Linked DNA regions of Ctenopharyngodon idella: region 1 is linked to region 2. A link is a contact called in public Hi-C data. All regions are on one chromosome and are shown on one strand. Each heading gives the region's core, a stretch centred on a gene start, on an enhancer-like site or on the middle of the called end of the contact. The rest is flanking DNA. Distances are from core to core; before and after follow the strand shown. Region 1 holds the start of nell2a (neural EGFL like 2a). Region 2 holds the start of tmem117 (transmembrane protein 117).

Region 1 (6,159 bases), core at 3,566-6,065, 140 kb before region 2:
ACCACCCATAACACATTTGCAACCACATAGCAACACCCTAGCAATGCCTTATCAACCACTCAAAACACATTTGCAACCACATACGTAGCAACACCCTAGCAACCACTTAAAACACATTTGCAACCACATAGCAACATTCCAGCAACCACACAAAACACATTTGCAACACCATAGCAACACATTAGCAACCACTCAAAATACATTTTCAAACACATAGCAACACCCTAGCAACCACTTAAAACGCATTTGCAACCACACAGCAACATTCCGGGAACCACACAAAACACATTTGCAACACCATAGCAACACTCAAAATACATTTTCAAACAGATAGCAACACACTAGCACCCACTTAAAACACATCTGGAACCACACAGAACACCTTAGCAACTGCTTAGGAATGCCCATTTGTAAGTTTTACATTTGCGTTTGATATAATTGAGATTCTTTGTGAAGCTGTTCTCATCATATGTTATTGTCTCCAGGTTTTCTGTCATCATGTCACCCTCTGAATTGCAGTCAGTCACATCAGAAACATTCTCTCTACAGACAACTACATGACGGGTGACCAAAAATATGAAATCCTCTCAATAAATCCCACCAGAGCAGTTATGAGGTCTATTCAAATACGCTCTGGCCGTCGGTGATCCTGCAGCTGTCTCACATCTGAGGTGATATTAGACTGTGGGCGTCAGAGTCCGTGTTGAGACCTTCCCTCATCGCCAGAGCCCAGGCTAGAGCGGATCTGCTCTGTCAGTCTTTATTGGTACCCTGTAAGAAAACGGCCTGTTGTTGAGCCTTTCCTCTCTTATTGTGGGATCTGGTGGGATTAGTTGGGAACGTGAGCCGTGTTTCTCTGCTGTAGGAGAGGGACAGACTCCATAATGGCTACTGGGTCTCAGATAAGACTGACTGGCCTTTCAGTGCCGCCAAACGGGTCACCGGGGCCGAGCAAAGCTCCTCTGTTCAGAGCCAAAACGCAGCTTGACCGCTCGATTTACTGGGTCAGTTTCTGAGAGAGTTCTCGTCTCATTAAGAGTAAGAGACTAGTCGAACTCTTTTCAAAGACAGCCAGAGCAGGATCAGCGTCACAGATCTGTCAGAAGGAGGCCTGGCTGAGGAAAAAGTGGCCTGATTACAATCTGAAAACAAAAGCCACAATCTGAAAATAAAATAAAACAAATTACTTGTTTAAGTAAATAAAATGTATTATTTTAAAGTAAATTATTTATAATTATAAATATAAATAGTAAATTATTATAAAAAAAAATAAAAATGAAAACATATATATATATATATATATATATTGTGTAATATATGGTACATATATTATATATACTGTATTTATATTTTAAAATGTATAAAAATGAATAAAAAAAATTAAATTATATGAATATATATTAATATAATAGAACATTATATACAGTATAAATATATTAACATTTTATGCATATAAAGTTTATATAAAATTGTTTATATATAAATTTAATATACATTTAATATATTCTACATATATTATATATACTGTATATATATATATTTTTTAAATATATAAAAATTAATACAAATAAAATATATATTAAATGTAATTAAAATTATAAATGAATATATATTAATATAATATAACATTATATATATATTTTACACACTATGTTTATATTACATTTTAGCGTTTTCCTGATTTACAGAAACCTTGTACAAAATTACCTTATTAAGTAAATTAAGTAAAAAAAATATTATTTAATTATAATATTATAATATAATATAAATAATAATTATAATATTTATAAAAGCAAATATATATGCACACAAAAATGTAAATATAAATCATTACTTTCTAATATTAATAATAAGTATATAGGTAAATTAAATTAAAAAAAAAAATTTAATTAATTAATTAATTTTATATTTTAGTTTTTTTTATCATTACTGGCACCTTATTTTTTCCTGGCACAGTTTTTGTATTTTCTTCTTCTTTTTTTTATTTACAATAAATTATATATATGTAATATATTTCTAAGTATTTTATAGTGGTAGTTTTTTATATTGCGCAAAACCTTGAAATTGAAAAATTGCCAGCGAGAGTAATCATAGTGATTGTAAAGATTGATTGCATTGTGTGTTCAGTTGTATAAGAGAAAGGTCAACGACGGTGTAATGTACTCGCAGTGAGGTGAAGTTTCTCAAACAGCCGTCACAGCGTGTGTTTGAGGCCAGATCTGAAAGAGTCTCTGTCATGTTCAAGTCAAAACTGACCACATGAGAGAAAAATCAATTCACAGCGTTTCAAGAATCATGATATGACAAAATGCCGTGATCTGCTTCACACCAGCACCTGATAACTAAAACAACGCTCACATTATATTCACAGCTGGACTTGTGGGTTTGAAACTGTGTGATTCTGAGAACTGATGCATTTTAATAAAGAGAAAACAACCCTGTTCAGTTATATATAAGCATAACAGCACACTGGGGACTCTGCGCTTGGGACTATATGAGTAAGATGAAACCGGTTTTGTGTTTCAGAGACATTTCTAGGTCAAACTTTTCTGGAAGTGAACTCAAAACCTTTAGGTTAGCAGCTCAGCACCTTCACCATTACATGGTTAAAGCTTGAGTGGGGATCACTATGTAAAACAGCTAGTTTAAAACTGTCTAAAATGGAGCAAATATATCTTCCTTTGCGTTCAGCAGTACAAAGAAATTTATACAGGATTGGACCTCCCTGAGGGTGAGTAAATGATGACAGAATTTTCATTTTTGGATGAACTATCCCTTTAAGACAAGACTCAACTATACATTGAATCTATATCATGACAATATCCATGGAAATGTTCAACAGAGACTTTAGAGTGCGTTTCAACATAAATAACTCAACTATATAATAATAAATCTATATCATCAATCAACACACGTATGTTAAGCATGCAGCAAACAAATAAATAGTCAACTTTATTTTAATAAATCTGCAACATGAATCAACATATGTAAACACAGCAAATCAATCAATCAATCAATCAATCGACCCATCCATCCATCCTGAGAAATATTCACTGGTGTAGAAATTGTGATAACCCAGGTCTTGCCTATGTATTCAAATATACGAGTCAATGTTATATAACAGATGTTATATAATAGATGTTTCACGAGAGATCCGCAAATAAAGAGAGTTACGCATTTTACACATGGCCATAAGGTTGTGAAATAATTGCCTAATATAGTATTAACCAAAGACTAGATATAGAAAGACTGTTCACTCCTATTACTTGTGAATGGGAGAAACTGCAACACGTTATATGGTGGAATACGTCCCGCCTTCTAAGTAAAAGAGACAGTCGCTGGTTGGTAAAGTCATCGCGTAATCGCGGAATGAGATTGGGCTAGTTTTGAGGATCAATTGGGCGGGTTTTGTTGTGAAAACCTGGTAACCCTGATCAGAAGCTCCGGTTCCCATAGAAACCTGAGACTTGCCCTAGGACTGCACATGCGCAATGGCTCGTCGAGCTTGAAAAATAAGCTTTTTTTTAACACTATTTGAGCATAAGAAACATTTAGTTCATGTCAGATTTTGTTGTTGAGTTGAAATATGTTATTTAATTGCGAGTTCAGCAAGCACTTTTTGAGATGTCAGGATTCCCCCATTCAAATAGACAGAACTTGGTCTTGGACAGTAGCGTGTTTACCCACCACGCAAAGCATGCAATTGCGTGGGGCCCCGCGGGCCTGGGGGGCCCCTGCGATTTCTCCCTAGGGGGATCCCCCCAGTGGTGTAGTCTACGTGATACGCAGGTATATGCTTTGTACCCACTAGGAAAAGTCAAGGATTTCCGTATACCCACTTAAAAAAGCACGAGAATACAGATTTGGTGCTCTTTAATGTGACGCGACAGATCGCTGTAGCCTCAGTTCAAGAGAAGCGGCAGCCTGACGCTCCTCCGCTTTAATACCAGTTACAGTGCAAAATATGACATGTTGACATGTTGATAACACTCACATAAGCATTGTTTCAGAATGCTCTCAATTACATGTAGCTTAGATCAGATGCAATAGTGTGGTGGTGCTTATGGGGTGTCGCTATGGGACGGGAGTATGAGGCTGGGAGGGAAAAAAGGAAAAATCACAGTATACTCACTACAGACCCCTCAAATTTTTGTCTTTTGTCTAATTTCGCCATTTTGAATCGAAAATAGGCATAATTTACGTGATTCATGTAGGCCTAATGTAACACTATCAATGTGACGAGACAAAAAACATTAACGAAGCCGTTTACATTATTTTAGGCATAAGATTAATAATGAATGTGCACATATTGTAAATGAGTGTAATAAAATGGAGTACATAGCTTTCCGTAGCCTTTATTAAATTATCAGTTGAATTACGTTTACTTTCTTTACTGACACAAAAATTAAAAGACTGACTGATTCAAAGCTCAGCTTTAGGGGGGAAGAGATACATAAGCAGACTGAGAGAAAAAGAAAGATAAAGATGATGGAGATGAGGAGAGAGAGAGCAGGTTTTAACAAATAAACTACTGCCCACTGATAAGTTATTGTTATCCATTTTTCTTTAGCCTTCACACGTCTTAAAATTATAAAACCCTACCTACAGCCCTGATTTTACATGTCAAAAAAGCATTAAACGCGATGCAGCGTGTGCGTCCAACAGCTGCGTTGCGTCTGAGCGCGCGGCGTATGCAAAGTCTGAATGTTCAGTGCGCGCGCTTCCATGTAGAGCCACCAGGGGGATTACGAGCTCTCTCTCTCTCTCTCTCTCTCTCTCTCTCTCTCTCTCTCTCTCTCTCAGCCGGAGGGAGGCTGAGCAGAGCAGAAGAAGGCTGGTGGATCCTCGCGGTCGGTCTGCAGTCAGTCTGATGCGCTGCGCTGCGCAATAACCCAGCAGAACCACCTGTGCGGCTCCGGTGCTTCTCCTCACGGAATATTCGCGCGTTAAGTTCCGGTGATGCTCCTCTCATCCAGTGGGAATGTTTGAATGAGGAGGAACAATCCTGCGTATATGTGATTGCATTTTCGTGGAGTATCGCAACATGGACTAATTGCATTATTCACCATGGGATTATTGCAGTTGTTTGTTGGATTATTTTGCGCGGCAGCAGGTAGGCAGAGAGATCAGCATCAGTTATTATAGTCTGATCCGTTGATTATGAGTACAGATGGCAATTATCAGCGATTTCATGTCATGCATTCATCTCCATGGAGCGATCAAAGCCTGTAATCAGAGATATAGAGCTGCTAACATCATCACTGTGCTTGTTATGGTTATTATAATTACATACATTAAGCACATAATATATGCAAAACTGTAAAATTGATACAAGAAAATATATATCAGTCTTTCTACTTCAAAATTTCACGTTTATTTCAATGGGTCACTTGCTGTTTCTTTCTTTAACTGTGAAATTTACAAGTAATTTTTTCCAGTTTAGGCTTCCCACCTGGAAATATCAAGGAATTTTGATTTCCAGGCCTGGAAAAGTCAATGAAAGTCATGAAAAAGTCATTGCTGTTCCATCTAAATGCAGTGATTTTTTAAAAAATCCTTATGCAGTAAATGCAAACGACTGGAGAAGTGCTGGAAATGCATTGGTCTGAACCTGAGGCTGCAACACCAACACTGCGATCTACTTCCTTCTTTGTCTTAATGCTGTATGTTGTGATTGTGTTGAAGTGGCTGCGTTCGGAGTGGATCCAGCGGTTCGGATCAGCGTGTTTCAGGAGTTCAGTCCTGGAGAAGGGTTTTCCGGCGTGACACAGGTGCAAGGCTTCCATGATGACACCAGAGCATTCCTGTTCCAAGGTAAGACTGTAGGATTGAAAACAAACAGGAAATTGCATTATTGACAACTACATTATATGAGGTTTTCCAAAATTTGGGGGAGAACATGTTCCTCTTGGGATCTGTGCTTCCCAGCTAACAGGAAACGTTCTGACAAGGTTCTGAGCAAATGTTCTTCCAGTAACGTTAGTAGAACATTCGTTCAAAGTTCTGTTCTCAAAAACATTAGTTGTACATCGTTTTTCTGAAACATTTTAGTCTAATGTTTTTTAAATGTTACTACTTTTTAAATGAGAACATTCAAAAGTAACATTTCCATAATACATGCAAAATGCATTCCATTAATGTTTCCTCTAACGTTCACAT
Region 2 (6,947 bases), core at 3,408-5,907:
ATGGTTTATTATTTACACTGTCGGTCAAAAGTTTGAAACAATTAACATTGTTTAATGTTTTTGAAAGAGTCTCTTCTGCTCTCCAAGATCAAAAATACAGTAAAAATTCTAAAATATTATTTCAATGTAAAACAGCTGTTTTCTATGTAAAGTGTAATTTATTCCTGTGATCAAAGCTGAATTTTCAGCATCATTACTCCAGTCTTCAGTGTCACATGATCCTTCAGAAATCATTCTAATATGATGATTTGATGATCAAGAAACATTTCTGATTATTATCAATGTTGAAAACAGTTCATACTTTTGTGGAAACTGTGATTCACTACTATTCAAAAGTTTGGGTTCAGCAAGATAAAAAAAGAAATTAAACTGATCAAAAGTGACAGTAAAGATATTTATAATGTTACAAAAAGATTCTTTTTCAAATAAAGTTCTTTTGAAATTTCTATTCATCAAAAAATCCTGAAAAACATTAATAATAATCATAAATGTTTCTAGAGCAGCAAATCATCATATCAGAATGATTTCTGAAGGATCATGTGACACTGAAGACTGGAGTAATGATGCTGAAAATCCAGCTTTGATCACAGGAATAAATTACACTTTACTATATATTCACATAGAAAACAGCTGATTTAAATAGTAAAAATATTTCACAATTTTTACTGTATTTTTGAAAAAAATGCAATCTTGGTGAGCAGAAGAGACTCTTTAAAATGCATTAAAACATCTTAATTATTCCAAACTTTTGACTGGTAGTATATTGTAAATACCACTACAAACTCATGTCAAAAGGAGAGAATATCCCTTTCAAACCTCAGTTGTAAAGTCCTTGAAGACACGTGCGGCCGTTCCTTTATTCAGCAGCTCATTTTCCAGCACAACGTTTCACATATTTGAAAACACTCGCAGACATCCATAAAACGAGACATGAGTCAATCGATAGACATTCCACTGGAATAAAACACACACCTCCAGATCATCAATGATGAATGAAGGACATTCATATCAAGAGCTCGAGAGAGATTTTCCCAAAAAATTACTGATTCACTCTTCTGAATGTGATTCATCAGATCAAGTGTCTGAAACGATATTTTCTCTCCTGGTGTTTTAGTGAATGAACAGGTGCAGTTCATGCAAACTATTGATTCAGCACAACACAACACATGTTTCTTTCTGAACAATAAATGACACTATTTGTCACATTCAGACATTTATAAGTGCAAGAACAAATACTTTTGGGGATGCTAAAGGTATATACTGATCTCAGAGCAGTGGATGTGTTCATTGACTCAATGCTGCCATCTACTGATGCCTACAAACACCTGAACATCATCAGCACACTTCAGCAATGAGATTCAGTCTGTGTTTGTTATATAGTCCAATTTATATCGTATATTAATTCGACATCTATATATGAGGTCTGAAGGCTCATAGAACAACATTTATCACACACTGTCAACAAGCATCAAGTTCATTCGATTCAGACGTGATTACATCGTTTTCTTTGAAATCCCTCCTGTTTTACTTCTATGCTGTTAATTATTTTTTCATCCACATCTGAATCTCCACAGAACATTCCCTGATTTCTGCATAATTGCATGGGCTGTTCTACACTGCACTCATTTAATGTTTTGAGCTCATTTAAATTAATTTAATAAATCATTTAACACACTTTACCATGTTTAGTTCAACAAATTAAATCAAACCCAAAACCCTGCACAGAAAATACAACAAAAGTGTGTTGATTCCATTTGGGCCCAATTAAAAATCACAGCGATCAATGAACAAACACACTAAATGAACAGAAGGATGATTTCATGCATATGCACTAATATACCAACACACAGTAAAAATATACGCAGGTATATATTGCTGTTTATCACTTAAACATTTTAATGCATGAAAAAGAGCCAATGCTAATGTGTACTTACAAAGTAAACAAGGTCAATTTTGATTTCATGTTGACTTAAAATGTACAAAAACTTCTCGAGGACTCAGACGGCTGTTATTATCTAACGTCTGGATGTTTATTATTAATGAGATTCATGCAGGCATGTTCAGATTGAAGATGAGATGCATCATTTATCACACAGGAGCTCTGAAAACACAAAACACTCTCAATCGGCCCGTTACACACACACACACACGCACACAAGTCCATGTGAAAGCCAGTTCACACCAAGAACGATAACTATAAAGAATACTACACCGATAACTGTAACAATTCTGTTTATTATAAGCGTGCTGCAGTTTTGTCGTCTGTCGCTTTAAATGTTCGAGATCTTTAAAGCAGGAAGGATTCTGATTGGCATACTACCATGATTTAAAAAAAAAAAGTAATTTCAGGATACAGAATCAAAATGAGATGAATTTTATGAAAACATCCAGGTCATACTTTTACCCCAATAATAAATAAATAAATAAATAATTAAAAAGGCAGGATAAATTCAGAATAGAATAGAAATTTACTTCAGCATATCAAAAGAAATTAAATCACAGACGTACCAAACAAGCGTCGATGAAACACAAACTTCCCGGCGATGAGGCCCGTGATGATGGCGAGGATCCACATCAGGACTTTGAGGACGTTCCAGCCTCCTCCGGGATATTTATTCACCACGAATGAGAAGCAGTTTCCCACTACGATCATATGCGCTTCTGTCTGGCTGTGCGACACTGGGTCCTCTGCAAAGACCAGGAAGTTGAAGAAGGTGACCAGGTAGGCCACGACCAGACGGGACCACGGGTGCTGGAAATAATAGCGGAAGCGGGAGTTAATCTCCATCCGCCTGAGGAAGCCCAGACATCGTCCACCTGAAAGACACCAGACAGATATTTAAATCTAAAGGCCTGAGATTCATACTGTAAATCAGCAGTGAACCATTACTTACAAACAAGTATTACTTTCTTTTGTGCCATGAAACAGAACAAGAGACACTTTATGATATTTTTATGGCGCTTTTTTAGAGTTTTACTTGCAAAGTAAAGAAGTGTGAACATTCAGCGAATCATCTCTTTTTGTGTTCCACTGAGGAAAGAACGTCAGGTTTGGGTGAGTAAATGATTTTGATTTTTGGATGAAATAATAATTTATACTGTCTGAATCACAGTCTTCACAAGTGCCAGTCCAAAACAATAAACATGACTGGATGAATTTCATAAAAACATTCAGACAGACAGACAGACAGACATTCAGGCAGACATTCAGACAAACATACAGACAGACAAACATTCAGACAGACAAACATTCAGACAAACATACAGACAGACAGACAGACAAACATACAGACAGACATTCAGGCAGACATTCAGAGAAACATACAGACAGACAAACAGACATTCAGACAGACATACAGACAGACAAACATACAGACAGACAGACAGACATACAGACAGACAAACATACAGACAGACAGACAGACAGACAGACAGACAGACAGACAAACATACATACAGACAGACAGACATTCAGACAGACAGACAGACAGACAAACATACAGACAGACATTCAGGCAGACATTCAGAGAAACATACAGACAGACAAACATACATACAAACAGACAGACATTCAGACAGACAGACATTCAGACAGACAGACAGATAGACAGACATGTCACACAAACGCTCTAACATTCCCATCAGTGGCTCAAAATATCTGACATGAGCATATGTGATGATGACGCAAGAGTTCTGGAATAACCAGCTGCTCGGAAACCATGTGCTGCTGGACTCATTTAGCCTGTGTGTCCAAATATCCATGTTTTCACCAAATGTCCCCACATACATATTTACACCTGAAATCACCCATATAGTGTGGATGGTTTTGTAAAGGGATATAAATAAAAATGTCTATATAAATAAATATTTCATTATATATATATATATATATATATATATATATATATATATATATATATATATATATCTCAACTGATAAATAGATAGATAGGCTTCTGTAAGGAAATAAAGAACAAACAAGAGCAAAAACACACATAATATAAATACAAACATATCCATCAATGCAATCTATCTATCTATCTATCTATCTATCTATGTAATTTGTTAAGTATGTGTGTGTGCATTGGTTATGTTTACACTCATGGCTTCTTGTGCAACGCTGAAACCCTTCCCTTAAAAAATCACATGTCAAAACAAATCAATCTCAGCAACAAATACACACGTATGATATCACTGCATGACGCGTGCACAGAATATAATGTAATGAATAAAGCAGTAGGCGCGTGAGCGGATGTTTGTGGATGGCTGTTAATGGGAGCAGCTCATTAAACTCTCGGCTCGATCAAAAGCAGCACGTGCGTCCGGATCAAAGCACAGTATTCCAGCATGTTCCAAGAGCGCCACACAAACACAGATGATAACACATGTAAAGAGTCTTACGCAGACAGTCGTGGGGAGACTCGGATTCAGAACCCATCGCCATATCAGTGTTTGTCTCCCGACATCAGTGATGATGATGATGATGATAATCCTCCGCGCGCCGCTCATTCAACGCGTCTGATTTCACGCGCCTCATTCAACGCGTCCGCGCGCCACATGCGATTACAGAAGGAGAAGCAAAACATCACAATCATCACAACATGGAGACAGACCTCCCTCTCTCCCTCCCTCTCTCTTTCTCTCTTTCTGTGTCTCTCTCTGTTAGGATTGATATTTGTATTTATTTATTTATTTAACAGCTGTATTTGTTGTGTAAATCTATTTTTTTATTACTGTTGTTTCTTTTTATTTAATAATAATTAAAAATAATTCGAAATTAATATAACTAATATTGTTCTCAATAATATTATTATCTCAATTAATATTTTACAGTGAATATGTAAAACGCGCTATATAAATAAAGGTGACAATAAATGTGTGCAGTTTTCTTATTTTGAATTTACAATGCAAAAATCATTTGCTTTGGTGCTAATCGCATTTTTATTATTATTATTTTTTATTTAATAATTATATAAAAAAATAATATAATATTTTTTTTTCCTCAGCAATAATAATAATGACTTACTTTACTGTAGTATTTTATTTATTTTTATTTTTTTTATGCTTTATTTAAATATTTGTATACAAATGTTATGGAATACAAGGATACGAGAACAAAACGAAATAGTCATATACACAGAAGTATTAAGAGAAAAATTATAAAATAACGAATTTTACAAATCATGTCCGCGCATGCGCAGTGCGGAGGGAGGGTTGACGCGACAGAGACACGTGACGTCACCGCTGCTCCGCTTCCTTCTTCCGGGATTGAGAGTCTCCAAACATCCTCCGCCGAGTGAAATAATGTCTCATCAAACGGGTATTCAGGGTAAGAGTGAGATATTCTTATGATTTATACATCTGAATCTGTATGATGACAGTGCACGAGCGGCGATAGACTCACTTAGCGGCGAGATTCATTCAGAAAAATCAATGAAAATGTGAATAAACCGCGTCTGTCAGCAGTGGTTTCACTCAGATCTCACCTTTACGAATAAAACCATCTTGATAATTTATTTATCGTATCAGTGTTCAGAGACGGGCAGAGTTGTGCTTCAGTGATCACGAGCGCACGGGCAACGCCTTCAGCGCGCGCGCTCGCGCTCCATATGCAGCCTATATTATCACCATACTGTGATATATATGATCATCTATAGAAACCCATTCCGCCACATAAAGAAATAAAACATGCTTTTGTAAATCATAGTTATGACATACAAAGGCGAAATTATGACATACTAAGTAATTTTTATTGAAATTATTACATAAATCGTAATTATGACAAAAAAAGGCGGAATTATGTCATACTAAGTCATATTTATGAGATGAATAGTCGGAACTGTGACAAAAAGTCGAAATTATGACATAGTAAGTCATATTTATGAGATGAAAAGTCGAAATTATGACATAAACAGCCAAAATTACGACATGAGTCAGTTATGAGATGAAGCCAAAATTATTACAAAAAGTTAATTATAAGATAAAAAGTCAAAATAATGGCATAAAAGTTATAATTATGACATAAAAAGCTGAAATTATGACATTCAAAGTTATAATTATGATATAAAAAGGCAGAATCATGTCATACTAAGTCATATTAATGAGATGAATAGTCGAAATTGTGACAACAAGTCAAAATTATGAAATAGTAGCCATATTTTATGAGATGAAAAGTTGAAATTAGGGCGTACTAAACTAGGAGACGAAAGTCGAAATGATGTCATAAAAAAAGTAATAATTCATTAATTGTCAAAATTATGACATAAGTCAATTATGAGATAAAAAGTAGAAATTGTCATAAAAAGCTGAAATGATGACATGCTAAGTCATATTTATCGAAATTATGACATAAGAAGTCATAATTGTGACAAAAAGTTAAAATCATGGCATATTAAATCATAATTATGACTAAGATATCATATAAAAATAAACTATAATAGTATATCTCAATCACTCAATCATCATCATCACTATTATTATTATTAAATATGCAGCTTATATGAAATAATGATCAGTCACATCCTACATGTTCCTTTAGATATTAATATAAATTTGAACCAAAATCTTCAAGTCAGATTTCTGACTAATAAAGATTGTCAGTGTGTTTGTTTTCATGCAACATTTTCCTTTATTTCATTGACAGTGTTTCTGCAGTCATCAAAATAATATCAATAAACAGTATTCTACGTGTGTGTGTGTTTCCGAGTGTTTGCGTGTAGTTCACGTGTTTGTCCTCTTGTCTTCCAGCGGCTGAAGAGGTCAAGGATGTTTTTGGCAATGCCAGGAACGGACAGTACAGACTCCTGAAGATCGTGATTGAAAATGGTATCTAATAATCATAAACACTCTAATAGCTGTAACTTAAAAATTCATAGAGACAGAAGTCAGTGCGCAGTATGAGTTATTGATGTGGTTTCAGAGGAGCTGGTTTTGGGCCTCACCAAAGC

What was found. Hi-C and Micro-C count contacts between places; a contact is called where the count stands out from the background.
Region 1: a contact with region 2 is called in a Hi-C map of muscle, with 5 times the contacts expected there. The contact joins the promoter of nell2a here to the promoter of tmem117 in region 2. A contact is called at or near these places in 2 of 2 Hi-C or Micro-C datasets (both in muscle).

What each region holds. Positions count from the first base shown.
Region 1 is chr24:4,505,034-4,511,192 of HZGC01, reverse strand. nell2a (neural EGFL like 2a) reads left to right here and starts at 4,815. Exons shown (of 20, transcript XM_051885067.1): 1 at 4,815-5,113; 2 at 5,686-5,814. The coding sequence starts at 5,068.
Region 2 is chr24:4,368,594-4,375,540 of HZGC01, reverse strand. tmem117 (transmembrane protein 117) reads right to left here and starts at 4,657. Exons shown (of 8, transcript XM_051885074.1): 1 at 4,402-4,657; 2 at 2,509-2,817. The coding sequence starts at 4,444. It overlaps twf1a (twinfilin actin-binding protein 1a), which reads left to right and starts at 5,189. Exons shown (of 9, transcript XM_051885078.1): 1 at 5,189-5,329; 2 at 6,748-6,825; 3 at 6,920-6,947. The coding sequence starts at 5,194.